2 separate regions of the Mus musculus genome follow, and region 2 is linked to region 1. The links are chromatin contacts, called in public HiChIP or PLAC-seq maps. All regions are on one chromosome and are shown on one strand. Each heading gives the region's core, a stretch centred on a gene start, on an enhancer-like site or on the middle of the called end of the contact. The rest is flanking DNA. Distances are from core to core; before and after follow the strand shown. Region 1 holds the start of Trib2 (tribbles pseudokinase 2). Region 2 has its middle 62 kb from the start of Gm36235.

Region 1 (7,962 bases), core at 2,731-5,230:
AAAGAGGGCCCATTCTGCCAAGATAGTAATTATGTTATTCTGCACAGTAGCTACAAGAATTTTTGTAAAAACAGCTAAAGGCCCCCTAAAGATCCTTTCCTACTTTGGCTAACTAAAGTAGGCTTGTGGAGGTGATAATCAGGCTAGGGAATTTTGCTTATGCCCCTGGAAGCCCCTCCCCCCTCCCCGCCTCCTCCCCACCACAGAGTGTCCTACAGAATACTCTAATGAACCCCCACAATAAATACAACCTTTCTGGTTTTGTACATTTTTTTTGCATAAACATGAAGTTAGGAAACAGGAACCCCATGTTAAGACACCAAAAGGAGGTGGGTTCAAATGTGGAGGTTTTCGAATCCTGTAGCGAGCTAAAGAGCCCACAGTGTGTATATTGGGGCAGTCATAGCATCACCGTAATAAAACTCTCCTAGAGAGGGTGGCACACAGCTGTGCTCAGAAGTCACCCACATCACCTCAGGGGAAAAAGACAGGAGAACAGAAGCTGTGGAGTCGTAAAGGGATGACCTCTGTCAAACAAAACAATGATACCACACTTAAATCCGCTTGCAGCCGCACTGTAATTGGCGAGGACCTGATTCAATCTTTGAAATAACTAAACCAACAGATTAAGTACAGTTTGGGGCCAGGGAGCAAGTCGGCAAATGACACTGTAAGGTCAGCCTAGAGTGAAATATGTCTCGAAGGATCAGAAAGGAAAACGAACAGAGAGACCAGAGATAGCCCTAGTTTTAAACAAAGAAAGAATAGCAAGATGCTCTTGCAGAATTTGGCCACAGACAGTTCTTACGTAAAATCATCTCCAGCCTTTGGAAGAGAAATATATTAAAGTGCTGGACTGAGGGTGAGCAAAAGGAGGGGGAGGGGCTCTCTGCCGATGATGGTGCATATTTCATAGGAGAATGACAGCTCAGTGGAATTCATTCATTTCAAAGGATGACTGTCCTATTGTGCAGTGTGTGGGGCTCCAATCAGGCTCTGAGTTGCCTACTAAATTTAATGCTTTAGCTGGGCATAGTTGCTCTTGATTACAGTAACTTGGAGAAGATGCAAAAACCCCCAACACTTAGTACATGCAAACAGCAGCATTTAAAGAGTCTCTGGTTTCCTCTAAAAATCGGAAATAAATAATCTCAGAACTGCCTTCTGAGATCTTCACCCACCCGGTTTTTGCAAGGAAGCGCTCCAAGTCAGCACGAAAGAAGGTGATTTCACAAAGCAGCCAGTGATTAATTGAGGAAAAGTGTAATACAGTATTTGTAGCACAGCTGTGCACATTACCCATTTTAAAGGCAGCACAGTCGCACTTCCACCTCAATAAATAAATAAATAAATAAATAAATAAATAAATAAGAAGAACCTAAATTTAAGTGGTAATGTATTCTTGATCTACATCTGGGGAAGTCCTGTTCTCCACTGCAGTAGGAAACTGACTGTAGTCAAATACTTTGTTATTATCCTTCCTTGGTCCTCTTGTCTGGTACTCGGTTAGCACACACAAAGACACACTGACACATAGAGACACAAACCAGTTACTGTTCAGGGTCAAAGACAAAAAGGAAATTGAAGTGTCCTTCTTAGTACTAGCCCAGGGGGCTCTAAAGGGCAGTCTCTAAACAGGCAAAGGTGGCCTTGTGGGTGCAGGGGAGTAGCAATGGGGGTGTGCAGTCAGGGAGTCTGAAGACGCGAAGAAACCTAGACAAAAAGAACCAAAGGATTCGTTGTTCACCCAAAGGTGCGCAAGGGGCGAATTTCCACCCCAACCTTCCTTTCCAGGCTTCAAGCCGAAGAAAGAGCTTTAAAACTCCTCTTTTCCCCGGCTAGAGCCTTGGTCTCAGCCAGAGGGGACACTTTTTGTGTCTCTTTTAAAAGGCCACCTTTGGAACAAAGGTTTAACACCTGCAGGCTGCTAAGAACAATGGCTACAAAAGAAACCAGAGGAGCAGCGTTTGAAAACCAACCGGGGATTCCCTAGTCCTTGCAGCGAGGGGAGGGGAATCGACTCAGAGAGAGAAATGCCCAGGCAAGGGGAATCAGCCCGGTGCACCCGAGCTCTACGAGCCTCCTAAGGGGCACGCGTGTCCGTGCCCCAGTTCAGATTCGCCGCCCTCCCTTCCCGGATCTCCCCAAAACGCCCCCGCTGCAGCCCGCCTCATTGTCTGAAACGGTCTGAAAACTTCGCAACTAGTCGAACGTGGACAGACACACAAATAAACCCTCTTAACGAGGCCACGCATAATGATCCCGGGAGTCTTTCGCCCCTGGACTTGAGAGCTTTCCGACCTCCCGCACCGTCCCCGGCCCCTGGCAAAAGACCCAGGATGATTTTTTTTTAATTTTTTAAAAAAAAAATTTTAATTTTTTTTAAGCAAAAAAACAAAACGCAAAAGCAAAGCTGGGCTGGTTACCTTGCAAACCAGCTCCTCTCCGCTGTGCAGATGCACAGCGCGGAAAACGTGGTCTCCCTCCAGAGGCTCCAACAGTAAGTATTTCCCGATGCAAGAAACGCAATGCGACAAGTTCGGAGTCTCGGGCGGGCTCGGAGAGCCAAGGTTCGGGCTGAAACTCTGGCTGGGCTCAGCGGACCTTATAGACGACAGCTCTTCGAAATCCTGGGTTTTGTTCCGCGATCTCCCATATCTCGCTATTGTGATAGGGGTAGACCTGTGTATGTTCATGAGTGTGAGGATCGCACACGACAAAACAAACAAACAAACCAAAAAACCCCTCTGGAGAGATGGATGAGCCGCGCCGGTGCAGGCGCCTCGGTGCTACCGACTTAAAAGGATCAAGAAGGGAGGGGACCCGTCTGGGGCTCCGTGGAGGAAGAGTTAAGAACTAGCCCCCAGATGGGCGCTGCAGGGCTGGTCCCCGGCTGCGAGCCCCGCTCCCGGGGGTGCTCGCTCTGCGGACAACTCGGGTCCTTTTGTTACCCAGAAGCTGCCAGCGCGGTGCAGAACCGCACGCTGGACTCAGTGGGTCTCTGTTCGCAGCGTGGATCTGGACGAGTGAGCGTGCCTCTGGGGTGAGGAGCTGCAGCGCCGGGCTTCTGAGCGATCCCCAGCTGAGGATCCGCAGACCGGGCGGAGAAGCCCTGCGTGGAGTTTGTGCAGTCTTCAGGGAGCGCGCGGCGCCGGCTCGCCCTCCACGCGTTAGAAACCAAACAAAAAGAAAAAGGAAATAAGCTCGGGTCTACCGGCTCACGCCGCGCGGCAGCCAGAATCCGCGCTGCACCCCCCTCTTTTTGGTGGAAAGGGTGGGGGGCGTGTAAGGGGGGTGCTAGAGAGGGCAGTTACCTAAGTCTTAACTGTAGATGGCGTCTGAGGCTTTTCCAAAAAATCGCAGAGCTGTCTCTCTCAAGAAAAAAAAAAAAAGACAGAAAAAAAAAATTGCAAAGGCGCTTTTAACTTGGGGCGGTCAGCAGTGGCAACAAAAGATTGCAAAAGCTGAGTAGGGAGTGCGCGGAGTAGGGCAGGCACAGGTACCGCGACAAAGCCCAAGGCAGAGCCCGCGCGGTCAGCACTAGCTCTTGCTGTCGCTGCTCACGTCCCAGATCCTCCTCCGATGAAGCAAGAAGTGCGGGCGGTGACCTGGGGGGTACCAGCAGCAGGAGCTTTCCGGGGGTCCTGCAGGAGCTGCCAGCAGATGCTCCCCGGACTCCGTCAACCCGCGGCGTTCCTTTTCCGCTGCACAACTGGGTCTTGAGCCTTGAAACAATTTGCAAACCACTCTTGTCTCCCGATGCCTTGCGACCAAATTGCACGGCGGGGTTTGCTCTGCAGGAAAAATAAAAATCGACGGCTTGTCTTCTTTTCTTATTATTTTTTTTTTCTTGCCACCCAGAAGTAGGAGAGGACCGTGTATTTAAAAATTAAAGGGGATGGCCACGGCGCCCTAGGCCAATCCCGGCGCTCAAGCACGCCCGCATCCCCGGGCGAGGCGGTATTAATAGTTACTTACGTGGCCGGGGATCTCGGAGCGAGCCCGGCTGTGTGTGCGCGTATGTGTGCGCGCGCGCCTCGCTTGCTCGCGCTCGGTCTCCCCATTCAATGTCACCGACACATTTCCACAGAGCCCCCGCCCTCTTCGCCGGCCCCGCCCTACCCACGCCCCGGCCCCTGTCATTGAGCCCGGAGCCCATCAATCAGCGGCGCCGCTGCCAGTGCGCGCGCGGCTCCCCTGCGCCCGCCGGCGGCCAGGGCTGCTGCCGCCACTCCTGCAGTGCCCCCACTGGGGGCGCCAGCCTCGCCCCCGGATGGCTCGGCCAGGCGCGAGGTAAACAGTGCTTTATATCCTTCCGCAGTCCAAGGGCTCTGGGCTCCCCTGGCCTGCTGTTCGCGCTGCAGCGACAGGGATGCTGGACTGTGTATCTGCCACCGTCGCCACGCAACACCGGCAGGCTCAGGTCAACTTTGAGACTTAGATCCTCTTCCCCGGGATTTTCCGCAGAAAGCCTCGCATCTTCTGGGTACCGGGCACCCCTCTGCTGCTATGTTAACCTGAACAAGCAGTTCCCCGCGGGTTTTAAAAAAAATGAAGGATTCTTGCAGCCCACAGTCTCTAGAATTAGTTTTATTCTTTCTCTCCGGTTGCTTATCATTTCAACAGAAGTCCATTGTGAGCTTGTAGTTAGTGTCACCACCCCTCCCCCACTTACCAGTTATAGGATTGGGGATCCTTTCAGAGTCTTTTGACTTCAGGACAAGGTCTTTGGGGAGAGCTCAGGAACACACACCTTTGCACCCACACTTCCAGCAAAGGATGTTGGCTCCTAGCCAAGGAGTCAGGCTTCTCCAGCCCCGGCATCTCAGTATTTAGGCCAAGAACACATTCAATACCGGGTTCAACGGAAGGCTGCACTTTGACCCTTGCTTATTCTTAACTTCCTGGGAAGGTTCTGGACCATTGGCTTGAACAGACCTGGGGAAAGTTCAGACCACAGCTTAAGCCTCTTGACTTTACCTAATGCATCCTGGTAAGAGTAGCAATGTAGCAGGGGAAAACAGAAAGAGAAAGAAGCAACCAAGGTCTGGGGCAAGACTGCTGGGCTTACTCTTGAGTTTTTACCCGCATAAGGCACCTCTTTCTATGAGGGAGGTCACTCTGTAACAATATTCTGCACTACCACTTTTGAACAGAAATAGAGAACTAGTTATAATTATACTTAACCGGGACAATAGTGGCTCTAATGATCAGGAGTTCCCTGAGGGTTGTTTCAGAGTAGTGAATGGACCTTGCTTGTTCAGCTAGCCACCCTAGAGGACAGATCTTGAGAAGAAACTAAAATGCCCCATGTCTTCTCATAGATCTCCCATCCTTCTCCCCACTCATCTGCCTTAAACTCAGACTCTGATCCCTAAACTGTCCCTTAAGGGGACCACAGCTTGAGGAAGTCACCATGACTACAGAGTAGTGTGCCATGCAGTCTCTGCCCAGTTCAAGAACAGGTCCTAGACAAACAATCTCTACAGAGGATCCATTGAGAAAGGTTCCCTGGGGCCTCTGTTGGGTGACTGTCACCAAACTTTCTTGTAGAAGTTTGAGAAACTTGTGTTCAGCATCAGTTTTCAGATTCAGAAGGAAACTGAATTCGCATGGGCTTTTTTGGTTTGGTTTGGTTTTTGTTTTTGCTTCTTTTTCTTCCCAGGATCTCTAGTTTTCGTCTGTTAAATGACAGCCCTGCGTACCTCATGTGACCCCTAGAACTGCAGTTGCAGTTCTAGGAAATATATGAAGAATTATGATAGTGTTTCTCAGCCTGTGAGTTGTGACCCCTTTGCGGTGAACAACCTTTTCACAGGGGTCACATATCAGATATTTACATTCTATGCATAACAAAAGCAAAATTACTGTCATGAAGTAGCAGCAAAATAATTTGATGTTTGGGGGTCGCCACAAGAGAAAGTGTATCGAAGGACAGTAACTTCCTGGAGTCCTGGAAAAATACGTGTTTCCTTGGGCTGTCATATTGCAATGACTACATTGCTCCTCTCTCTCTCTCTCTCTCTCTCTCTCTCTCTCTCTCTGTGTGTGTGTGTGTGTGTGTGTGTGTGTGTGTGTTTCTTAGTCCTTCTCTGGGGCTAGATTGAGCTTTAGGTTAGAGGAGACCAAATCTTCCTGATACTTGGATGTCATCACAGGGGTAAGCCTGCCTGTCATAAGCCAGTGGTTCTTTGTGGACATTGAGACAGTCTGGTGAGTCATAAAATAATACACATAAGAGCTCATTGTTGGCCATTTAGGCAGAGAAAAGAGAAAGTATGAGAGAAAAGGAGTAGGAAGACCTAGCTTTCTCCTAACTTGAATGCTCAGTGCCATCAACTGGGCTGCCCAGCCAGGTAAGTGGTGAAGCAGGTTATAATTACACTGGGAATGCCTGGTCATGTTGCAGCTGAAGACCACTGTATTCTTGTAGAGAAATAGACTCGACTCCAAGTTGACTTTCAATCAGGAAGTGTATTGAGGTATCAGGAAGACCACACTGGTGCTCATTATGGAGTTCCTGTCAGTGGGCATCACAGAGAAGAGAAAGCATTAGAGCCTTAACATGGTGGTTCTCAACCATGGGTCATAAACCCCTTGGAGTTCTCGTATCAGATATCCTGCATATCAGATATTTACATACAATTCAGAACAGTAATACGGTTGCAGTTGTGAAGTAGCAACAAAGATAATTTTATGGCTGGGGGTCACCACAACATGAGGAACGGTATTAAAGGGTTGCAGCACTAGGAAGGCTGTGAACCACTGCTTTAACAGATCAAGCAAAGCCTCAGCTTATGCAGATGCCTGATGTATCCTGTCCATCACTGAGGGTGAGTCCGTCACTTCTCAGGGACTGCTATGGCAGCTATTCTATCCCTTTGTAAAGCCAAATCCTTATGCTTATAATAAAGTTATTACAGTGGGGGGTAAACGTGACCACTCATAGCATAGATCTTCAGCTTCCCTACATGTGCTGACTCATGGGAGCAGGAGTGGGAGTCTTCATGTACCCAATTTCTAGTCACAAGATCTTAGATGACTTTAAAACCTTTTAATCGCAATGTGCGATTATGATTGGAATTTTGCCAATACATGGAATCTAAGAATGATACATATACAAACCAAAGAAAGCATCTATATACAATATATCTATATCTATATCTATATCTATATACAATATAAACCAGTTCCTGTTATTATTAACAACATTTGTTAGAATGCCTGAATACAGTCATGGAAAACAACTAAACATACAACATTTAATGTAAATAATAAGTAAAAGGTTTACAGTATCAATAAGACATGAGCATTATTAACTGTAATTATAGAAATAGGTAAATAAGGATTATATATGTAGAATGATATAACTTTTTCCTCCATGTTGAAGTAAGTCTGTCAAATGCTGTCGCCATTCCAGGTTGTAGGCTCCATGTTATCAGGAATATTCTCTTATCCTGAAATGCATTTACTTCTTCCTTCTCTTCATAGCTCATTTATTTTATTTATTCAGCAAATGAGTAGTGGCTGCCAACAGAGTGTGTGACACTCTCGCTAAGCAAGTTCTGTGTTTATTAAATGAATAAGTATATTTTGAAAAGTACTTATTTGAATGATACATCAATTTGACCATAGGTGTTTTATAGAGGAACTGTGTATGTGTGTATGTGTGTATTATGCTGCCACCAAAGGCATGGCCCATATTTAAGGTGGATCTCTTTACCTCAAGAGATCTGGATTTAGTGTTGGTCTCCTCACTTCCAATGATTTAGTTAAGAAATAGCCCTCACTTGACTTGACTTTTAGTTAATTCTACTGTAGTCAAGTTGACGACCAAGAGCCATCATGATAAGTGACAACAGTTCTCTCTTAATTCTTACATGACAAGCCTAAGCCTAAGAAGAAGCCTCTCTCTGTAACTACAGGCACGGGAGAGACATTCAGCAAGGTTCACAGAGGAGC
Region 2 (7,962 bases), core at 2,779-5,278, 260 kb after region 1:
CCAGATACACTGAATCTAATGAAAGAGAAAGGGTGAAAAAGCCTTGAACACATGGGCACAGGGGAAAGTTCCTGAACAGAACACCAATGGCTCATGCTCTAAGATCAAGAATTGACAAATGGCACTTCATAAGATAGTGAAGCTTCTGTAAGGCAAAGGACCCTGCCAATAGGACAAAATGACAACCAACAAATTTGGAAAAGATCTTTCCCAATCCTATGTCCAATAGAGGGCTAATATCCAATATATACAAAGAACTCAAGAAGTTATACTCCAGAGAACCAAATGGACCCGATTAAAAAATGGGGAAGAGAGCTAAACAGAAAATTCTCAACTGAGGAAACTCAAATGGCCAAGACACACCTAAAGAAAGGGTCAACATCCTTAGTCATCAGGGAAATGCAAATCAAAACAACCCTGAGATTCCACCTCATACCAGTAAGAATGGCTAAGATGAAAAACTCAGGTGAAAGCAGATGTTGTAGAGAATGTGGAGAAAGTGGAACACTCTTCCATTGCTGGTAGGATTGCAAGCTTGTACAACCACTCTGGAAATCAGTCTGGTGGTTCCTCAGAAAATTAGGCATAGTAATACCTGAGGATCCAACTATACCACTCCTGGGCATATACCCAGTAGATGCTCCAACTTGTAATAAGGACACATGCTCCACTATGTTCATAGCAGCCATATTTATACTAGCCAGAAGCTGGAAGCAACCCAGATGTCCCTTAACAGAGGAATGGATACAGAAAATGTGATACATTTACACAGCCATTAAAGGCAATGGCTTCATGAAATTTTCAGGCAAATTGAAGGAACTTGAAAATATCATCCTGAGTGAGGTGACTCAGTCACAAGGAACAAACAGGGTATATAATCACTGATGTGTGGATATTAGCCCAAAAGTTTGGAATACCCAAGATTCAGTTCACAGACCATATGAAGCCTAAGAAGAAGTAAGACCAAAATGTGGATGCTTCAGTGCTTTTTAAAAAGGTGAACAAAATACTCACCGGAGGAAATATGAAGACAACATGTGCAGCAGAGACTGAAGGAAAGGCCATCCAGAGACTGCCTGACCTGGGAATCCATCCCATATACAGCCATCAAACCCAGACATTATTGTAGATGCCAGGAAGTGCTTGCTGATATAAGCTTGATATGGCTGTCTCCTGAGAGACTCTGCCAGAGCCTGACAAATACAGAGGAGGAAGCTCACAGCCAACCATTGAACTGAGCTCAAGGATCCCTGATGGAGGAGGTGGAGAAGGGACTGAAGGAGCTGAGGGGGTTTACAGCCCCATAGAGGGAGCAACAGTGTCAACAGGCCAGACCCCCTGGAGCTCCTGGGGACTGGACCACCAACCAAAGATTACACATGGTACAACCCATGGCGCTGGCCACATATGTGGCAGAAGATGGCCTTGTTGGACATCAGTGTGAGGAGAGGCCCTTGGGCCTGAGGGTGTTTAATTCCCCAGTGTAAGGGAATGCCAGAGTGAGAAGATGGGAGTGGATGGGTGGAGCACCCTCATAGAGGCAGGGGGAGAGGGGATGGAATAGGGAGTATCTGAAGAGGAGACCTGGAAAGAGGAAAACATTTGAAATGTAAAGAAAGAAAATATCCAAGAAAAACAAAGATATTCATGAAGGTTATTTTTAAAAAGTAAAATACATCTCAATAAAACAAAAATAAAAACAAAAGTTTAAAAGCAATGTTTTCCACAGACTACAGAGGCCTGCAAAGCCTAATGCGGGTCATTCTTGGTTTCCTTACGGCTGGACTGTGTTCATTTGGTGGCCCCTCTAGGCACCGTTTAGAACTAACCCCCACAATTAGAGAAAAGAAATCCAGGCTAGGAGGGGTGGAGGGGTGTCCTGGGACTCCTCTGGTCTGTAATAGAAACCCAGGAATAAAGATGTTCTCCCTCGGGCATCAGGCTGCAGAGGCCACTAGCTCACTGAGAATCCCCAGAGTCCCACACAGAAGGCAAGTTTGTCCTTCTTCAGGCAAAGGAAAGAAAACAACGGTTACATTTCCTTTATTCAGAGCTATCCAATTCCCAACTGAATAAACACACCAACAAAAACACCAGATGAAATGGCTTGTACTTAAAGTGATTGCTTCCCAGTGTTTACAATAGCGTGGGGTTATTTCAGATAATTCGGAAAATGACCTAAAGGTGTAATCATGAGAACAAGAGTCACCCCAATCTCAGAAGCCAGAAATGACTGTTGCAACTGGATGCCAATTCTTTGACAAATGGGATCATACTAAAATGGTGTGTTCATAGCCAGAATTTTGGATGGTGGTGGTTGTTGTTTTGACATTATACTCTTTATTTCTCTCTGCCATTAAAAAGGCCCTTATAATTTTTGTTTTTCATTTGCCATATAACTGGGGACATCCTTTTACCTAAATTAACTGATACAAGGAAAATAACTTTTAGTTAATGAGCACACTTTCAGTCAACAATCAGAAAGTTACTGTTTCTAGGGCATAGCCTAGACTCCAGGGCCAACAGGGACTCTGGGCTCTGTCTTCTAGGCATTGACTTCTCACATATCTCTTTGTCCATGGGAAAAGCCTGTGCTAGGTCCTTGTGATGCTGAGAGATGAAATCAGCCCAAATTCTGCACTACAGCAGCCCTCAGGCAGGGAGCGAGAGAGCTGGTTGCTGCAATGATGAGAGCAGCTGTGGGGAATGATGCTTTGCACAATCCTCAGAAGGGACAAATCTGCATGGTGCCAAGAAGATCTCGGGGACTGGAACATTTAGAACACATGCTTAGTTTGCAAGCAGTGTATAACATTGTGTTTCTAGTACCTACATAGGGAGAGTGCTCTGACCAATGAAATGATTCCCTGCCTGGTTGTGTTATTGTTTAAAGCAAAGTTTAGTGCTGGAAACTGGTGACTGTTGAACCTTGCTACCAAGGTTATTTTCCACCATGTCTGGGCAGCTTTTGTGAACTCAGCACAAAATGGAGGACTCCCCTTTCTTAGCTGGGCCTCCTCTTCTCTGCCTGATCTCTTGAATGGCTCCCCATGCAAATGAGATATGCCCAGGACTGTAAGCCTCAGCTAGTGAAACTTCATCCTAAGAAGAACCCCCTTCCCACTCTCCAGGGTTGATTCACCTGGAATAAAGTGTGTGAGCACAAGCTGTTTTGGTGGAGATCGTCTAAGAGAGCCATTTTCTAAAAGAGCTGTGATACTGAAGAGCCCTAATACTGAAGTCTTGGGATACCTCCCCTCTTGCCTCTGGCAGTGCCTGACCGGGATCCTGCTAACTTACCCAATCCAGACTTCGCTCCATCCTTCTCTACTCTGTGTGCAGCAGTGCCTGGACATCACAAAGGAAGAAATTAAAAAGGGAACCACAGTGACAAGTTCAGTACAGACATGTTTTGTCCCATCTGAAGTCAAGGAAGCATCCTTGTCTAGGGAAAGCCCCATGAGCCACTTTTCTTGTATGCTCAGTGCTTCCCACACCTATTCCTTCCTCTCAGCAGAGTCTCAAAAATACTCCCCAAATACTCTCCTCACACTGGAAGCAATGGATTTACCACCATAAGGTACCACACAATGCTTTCTGAGACCAATGTTCTTCATAAACCAGGATTTCCTCCAAGGACATAGCTGACCTTGGTCAGCACAGGAAAGACCCTTCTCTGTGTGCTAAATTCGGTAACAGTTTCCCTCCCCTGGATCCTCCATTGGGATATGCTGTGTTTTCATTCCTGTTTTGTCTAGCTGCATCTTTTCCAGTCCAAGAGCTGATTATGTTGTACAGTTTACAGTACAGGCTCCTCGGTACCCCATCTCCTCTGCCCCACCAAAGGACAGCACCAGAAAGTCCTGCTCTCAAAGGCCTTTGACTGTACACCAAGGGATGTTCTCCTAGTGTCTGAAGCCTTTAGCATTGCACAGGTCTTACTTCATCCCCTTATGGCAGTGGACTGATGATGCAACCTGTAGCTGCTTCCTCTGTGATACCATGCAGATCTCTTCTTACTGGTGAGATGATTGTTAACAAGGTTATACTCTTTAATGATGGCTGGTGTGATGCCATCTTCTGGATGGTCTAAACTGTGTACTCTACATCTGGTAAGAAGAAGCTAAACCCTCAAATATCCAGCCAAGAGTAGAATCCTATTACCTGTTGTAGTCTGAATGAAAATAACCTCCATAGATCCAAACGGAGTAGCACTATTAGGAGGTGTGGCCTTGGAGTAGGAGTGGCCTTGTTGGAGGAAGCACATCACTGGAGGTAGACTCTGAGGTCTCAGATGCTCAAGCCAGGTCCAGTGTCTCACTCCCTTCCTGTTTCCTGCAGATCTGGATATAGAACTCTCAGCTACTTCTCCAGCACCATGTCTGCCTGTATGCTGCCATGCTTCCTGTCATGATGATAATAGACTAAATCTCTGAAACTGTAAGCCAGACAGTTGAATGCTTTCCTTTATAAGAGTTGCCATGGTTTTGTTGTATCTTCACAGCAATAGAAGCTCTATCTGAGACAATGTCCATACACTGCCTCTCAGGAATATCACACAACCGTAGACCTGTAAACAGGCACTAACTTAATTGCAAGCCAAGTTGTGAGGTAGATTGAGTAAATTTCTGTCAATGCTTTGTGAATCCTGACTTCTGGAACCGGGAGGAACAACTAATTACTTTTCCTTGGAACCACTGTCTCTGAGCAGAAGGGAAAGGGGCCAGGGAGGCTAATGGGCAGCACATTCCAACCCTTGATGCATGGACAAGTTTTACTTGGAATTCAATATTTTTTGTCAAACAAAAGACAAAGCATGCTCCCCAGGGACCGCCGGTCCAGTCTTCTAGAGTGGCTGAAGTGGAGAACCTCAAGAAGCATTTCTTCTAAAACTCTCCTTTATAAACAGCAACACTGAGCCCTAAAGAAGGGGCTGGCCCTAAAGCACCTATCAAGTACAAGCTGGAGCTCTGAAGAGAGCCCAGACCTACCATGCTCTCTGCTTTGCAGGTGAAATAGGATTAGGAGTTGATTGAAAGAGACATATGCCAGAGCTCATAGTCAGGCCCCTGGATCCCGTCTCTGGGAACAAGGCTGCCCCTAGCTCTCCTTACCGCTGCTCTCAGAAGCCTGGAGGAAAGGGAGGGTGATCAGTTGTATTTCTCCTTTCTTACTTGTCTGCTGTGTGAGCCCTCTTTTTCTTTCCTCAGATAACAGGGTGAGGCAAGCCAGGTGAGTCAGGGTCATATTCTCTTGTTTAATTCAGTATACTTCCCATTTGCTGTTTTAAAAGTAAATGTAGCATTAAGACGGTAGGCTGGCCGGCATCTTTTATGCCTCCTTGTATTTTTTTTTTCTTTTTTGACTCAAGGTGAGTGTCTTGCTCTAGGGATTCTACTAACACTCCATCACTCCTTCCAGCCAGGCCCTTCCCATTCCATCACCCATCAGCCTGGGGAAGATAGGTTTGTAGCTTCACAGCCATTTTTCGATGTGTGGTCCTCTCCTGACATGCCAAGAGCATTCCTACTGAGAGTGCTGATGTGCAATGATAAAAAGAATGATGGCCACCCAGCATCATTGGATACAGATCTAAGAAATGGAGAGCTCCTAACTGTGAGGGAAAGGATGCGTGGAGAGGATCAGGAAGCTTGCTTGGCTTTGTAGGCACACAACCTAGGCGACAAGTGCTGGTAACAACTTGGCGGTTGTTGATGCACACTGATGGGCCATCTGGGATCTGAAGGCAGTGGAGCAGGGACTCAGGCACTGCTCCTGTTCTTACAGAAGCCACAGCCTAGAGGTATGGAAGCCTTCATTTCTCTGGACCTCGCTTTTTACAACCAAAAACGAAAATGGTACCGTCTTGCTGTCCGTCTAACACTGGGTAGAAAGCCCAGTTAAAATTTGCCTGTGGAACCTTGATGTGAAATCTTCACTCTGCACAGTTAGACTTTCCTTATGGAGTGAATCTTCATACTCTCTTCACACTAACTTGGAGAGTTGGGCAACAAAAGAGAAAAGGTCACTGGGCCCTTCCAACAGATTGCCTGAGCATGCAAGGGTCGTTTTATGGTCGAACACTCCTTGCAGGCACAGTGAAGGCTTTTGGAGTTTCCTCTCAAACTGACCATTCTAAGAGCATTATTATTTTAAAATATATGTTTTTTTTTTAAAAAAAAAAGAATAAATTCACTTCATCTAATTAACTTACTAATAAAATCATGAAAGGGCTACTTTAAGGTCAATCCCCCACCACACATTAGCCCAGCTCCAAACTGTGCATCTCAGTGGTGGTCTTATGGTAATAATGGCTCTTCTGAAGCAATGATTCTTACACTTTATTGTCAACAGCATTTTCACTCACTTACCCACTATACAAAAGAAAAGAAAAACTGTGATGGACTTGCAACTAGGAAAAAAAAAAAAAAAGCTTTATATCCAGTTTCAGATCTATGTGTCCTTTGCCTGACTCCTGTCCTTCCTTGTCACCTAATTATCACCCTATCTTAGTCTCCTTCCTAGAGTTTATAGGACGCCCACCCTTATACCATTGCACATACACGTGTACATTGCAGGCTAGGATCCACAAATGATGGACAATGTCCAGTTATTTTTGGTCTAAGCCCAGTCATTTCACTTAATATACATTCTAAGTCCCTCCATCTCATGCAAGTAGTATGATTTATTTTTTTCTTAAAGTTAGATAATATTTCACTTTGCATCTGTAGCCCATCTATTCATTGGCTCTATTCACTGGCTAAAGAATGTCTAGGCTGGTTCCATTTTCTTATTATCATAAATGAAGCAGCATTAAGCAGAGAGCTGCAAATATTCCCTATGGTAGAATGTGGAGTTCTGGATATACACCTTGGGAAGAAATAGCTGGGTCCATGATAGTTCCATTTGCAACTCTTGAGAAACCTCCAAACTGATTTCCACAATGGCTGTGTTAATTTACACTCCCAACCAGCAGAGAATAAGGGATTATTTCTGTCCACACCCCCTCCATCTACCTTGATCACAGTCATTCTGACTAGGGTGACATGCTATCCAAAAATAGATTTAATTTACATTTCCCTGCTGACCAAGGATGTTGACCACTTTGTGAAAGGTCATTTTTTTAAAGCTGCCTATTTAATTCATTAGCCCAGTTGATGTTGGCAGCTTCACTTTCTTGGTATGTATCTTCTACAATTCTTTGTAAATTCTGGATATTTGTCCCTGATCTGAAGTAGAGCTAGTAAAGATTCCCTCCCATTCCACAGACTCTTTTCTCTACTGGCAGTTTCCTTTGCTTCACAGAAACATTCTAATGTCATGCCATCCCATCTGTTGATTTGGGAGTCTGTTTTAGTGCCCTTGGCTTTCTCTTGAGAAAGTCCAGACTTATCTCAGTGTCTTGAGGAATATTCTGGACATTTTCCTCAGCAGTTGAAGTATTTCTAGTCTGAGTTTATAGCCATCGATGCATTTTAATTTATTTTATGCAAGGTGAAAGCTATGAATCTAATTTCATTCTTCTGCAGGTGGGTGCCCAGTTTTGCCTGCACCATTTGTTGAGTGGGTTATCTTTTTCTTTTTCCACTGCATATTTTTTCTCTTTTTGTCCAAATTAGGTGGGTATAACTTTGTTAGCTTATTTCTGGGTCCTCTTTTCTATTCTATGGATCTGTCTGTTTTTATGGCTATACCAGGTTGCCTTTTTCTCCTGTAAATTTTACAGTTCTATAGAACCACATTTATCCTTAACCTCACCCTTCTGCCTCTGAACTTGGCTCTTCATCCTTTATGGCTTTCTTTATGCCTTCCCAAAGGGGCACCGAGAATTACTTGAGCACATATACACACTGACAGTAGAGCAATTTCAGTCTTTCTCTGGAGCTTTGTTGGGAGAAAGCTCTCCCTACCTATAGTGGGAGGCAGGATTCTGAGATTACCTCTGGGGAGGTATGGCCTCGA

Evidence for each region. HiChIP or PLAC-seq counts read pairs in DNA pulled down with a chosen protein or histone mark.
Region 2: a contact with region 1 is called in an H3K27ac HiChIP or PLAC-seq map of regulatory T cells, with 3 times the contacts expected there. The contact joins the enhancer-like site here to the promoter of Trib2 in region 1. A contact is called at or near these places in 7 of 39 promoter capture datasets (3T3-L1-derived adipocytes, the C10 cell line, cranial neural crest and 4 more), 2 of 15 datasets of contacts at CTCF or cohesin (the NIH/3T3 cell line and thymocytes), 4 of 484 Hi-C or Micro-C datasets (the N1E-115 cell line, adipose-derived mesenchymal stem cells, nephron progenitors and 1 more), 20 of 115 datasets of contacts at active chromatin or transcription factors (CD8 T cells, astrocytes, cardiomyocytes and 14 more) and 2 of 9 other capture datasets (embryonic stem cells and pancreatic islet).

Annotation. Positions count from the first base shown.
Region 1 is chr12:15,812,805-15,820,766 of GRCm38.p6, forward strand. It overlaps Trib2 (tribbles pseudokinase 2), which reads right to left and starts at 3,981. Exons shown (of 3, transcript NM_144551.5): 1 at 2,427-3,981. The coding sequence starts at 2,696. It overlaps Gm5432 (a long non-coding RNA gene), which reads left to right and starts at 4,133. Exons shown (of 3, transcript XR_001780551.2): 1 at 4,133-4,293.
Region 2 is chr12:16,073,468-16,081,429 of GRCm38.p6, forward strand. No RefSeq gene overlaps it. Among named protein-coding and RNA genes, the nearest start is that of Gm36235, 62 kb to the left of the region's middle. Within about 2 kb of position 4,029, at least 3 of the 459 cell types and tissues checked have an H3K27ac peak or open chromatin away from gene starts, as enhancers often do. A contact at or near this core is called in regulatory T cells, where this site is marked.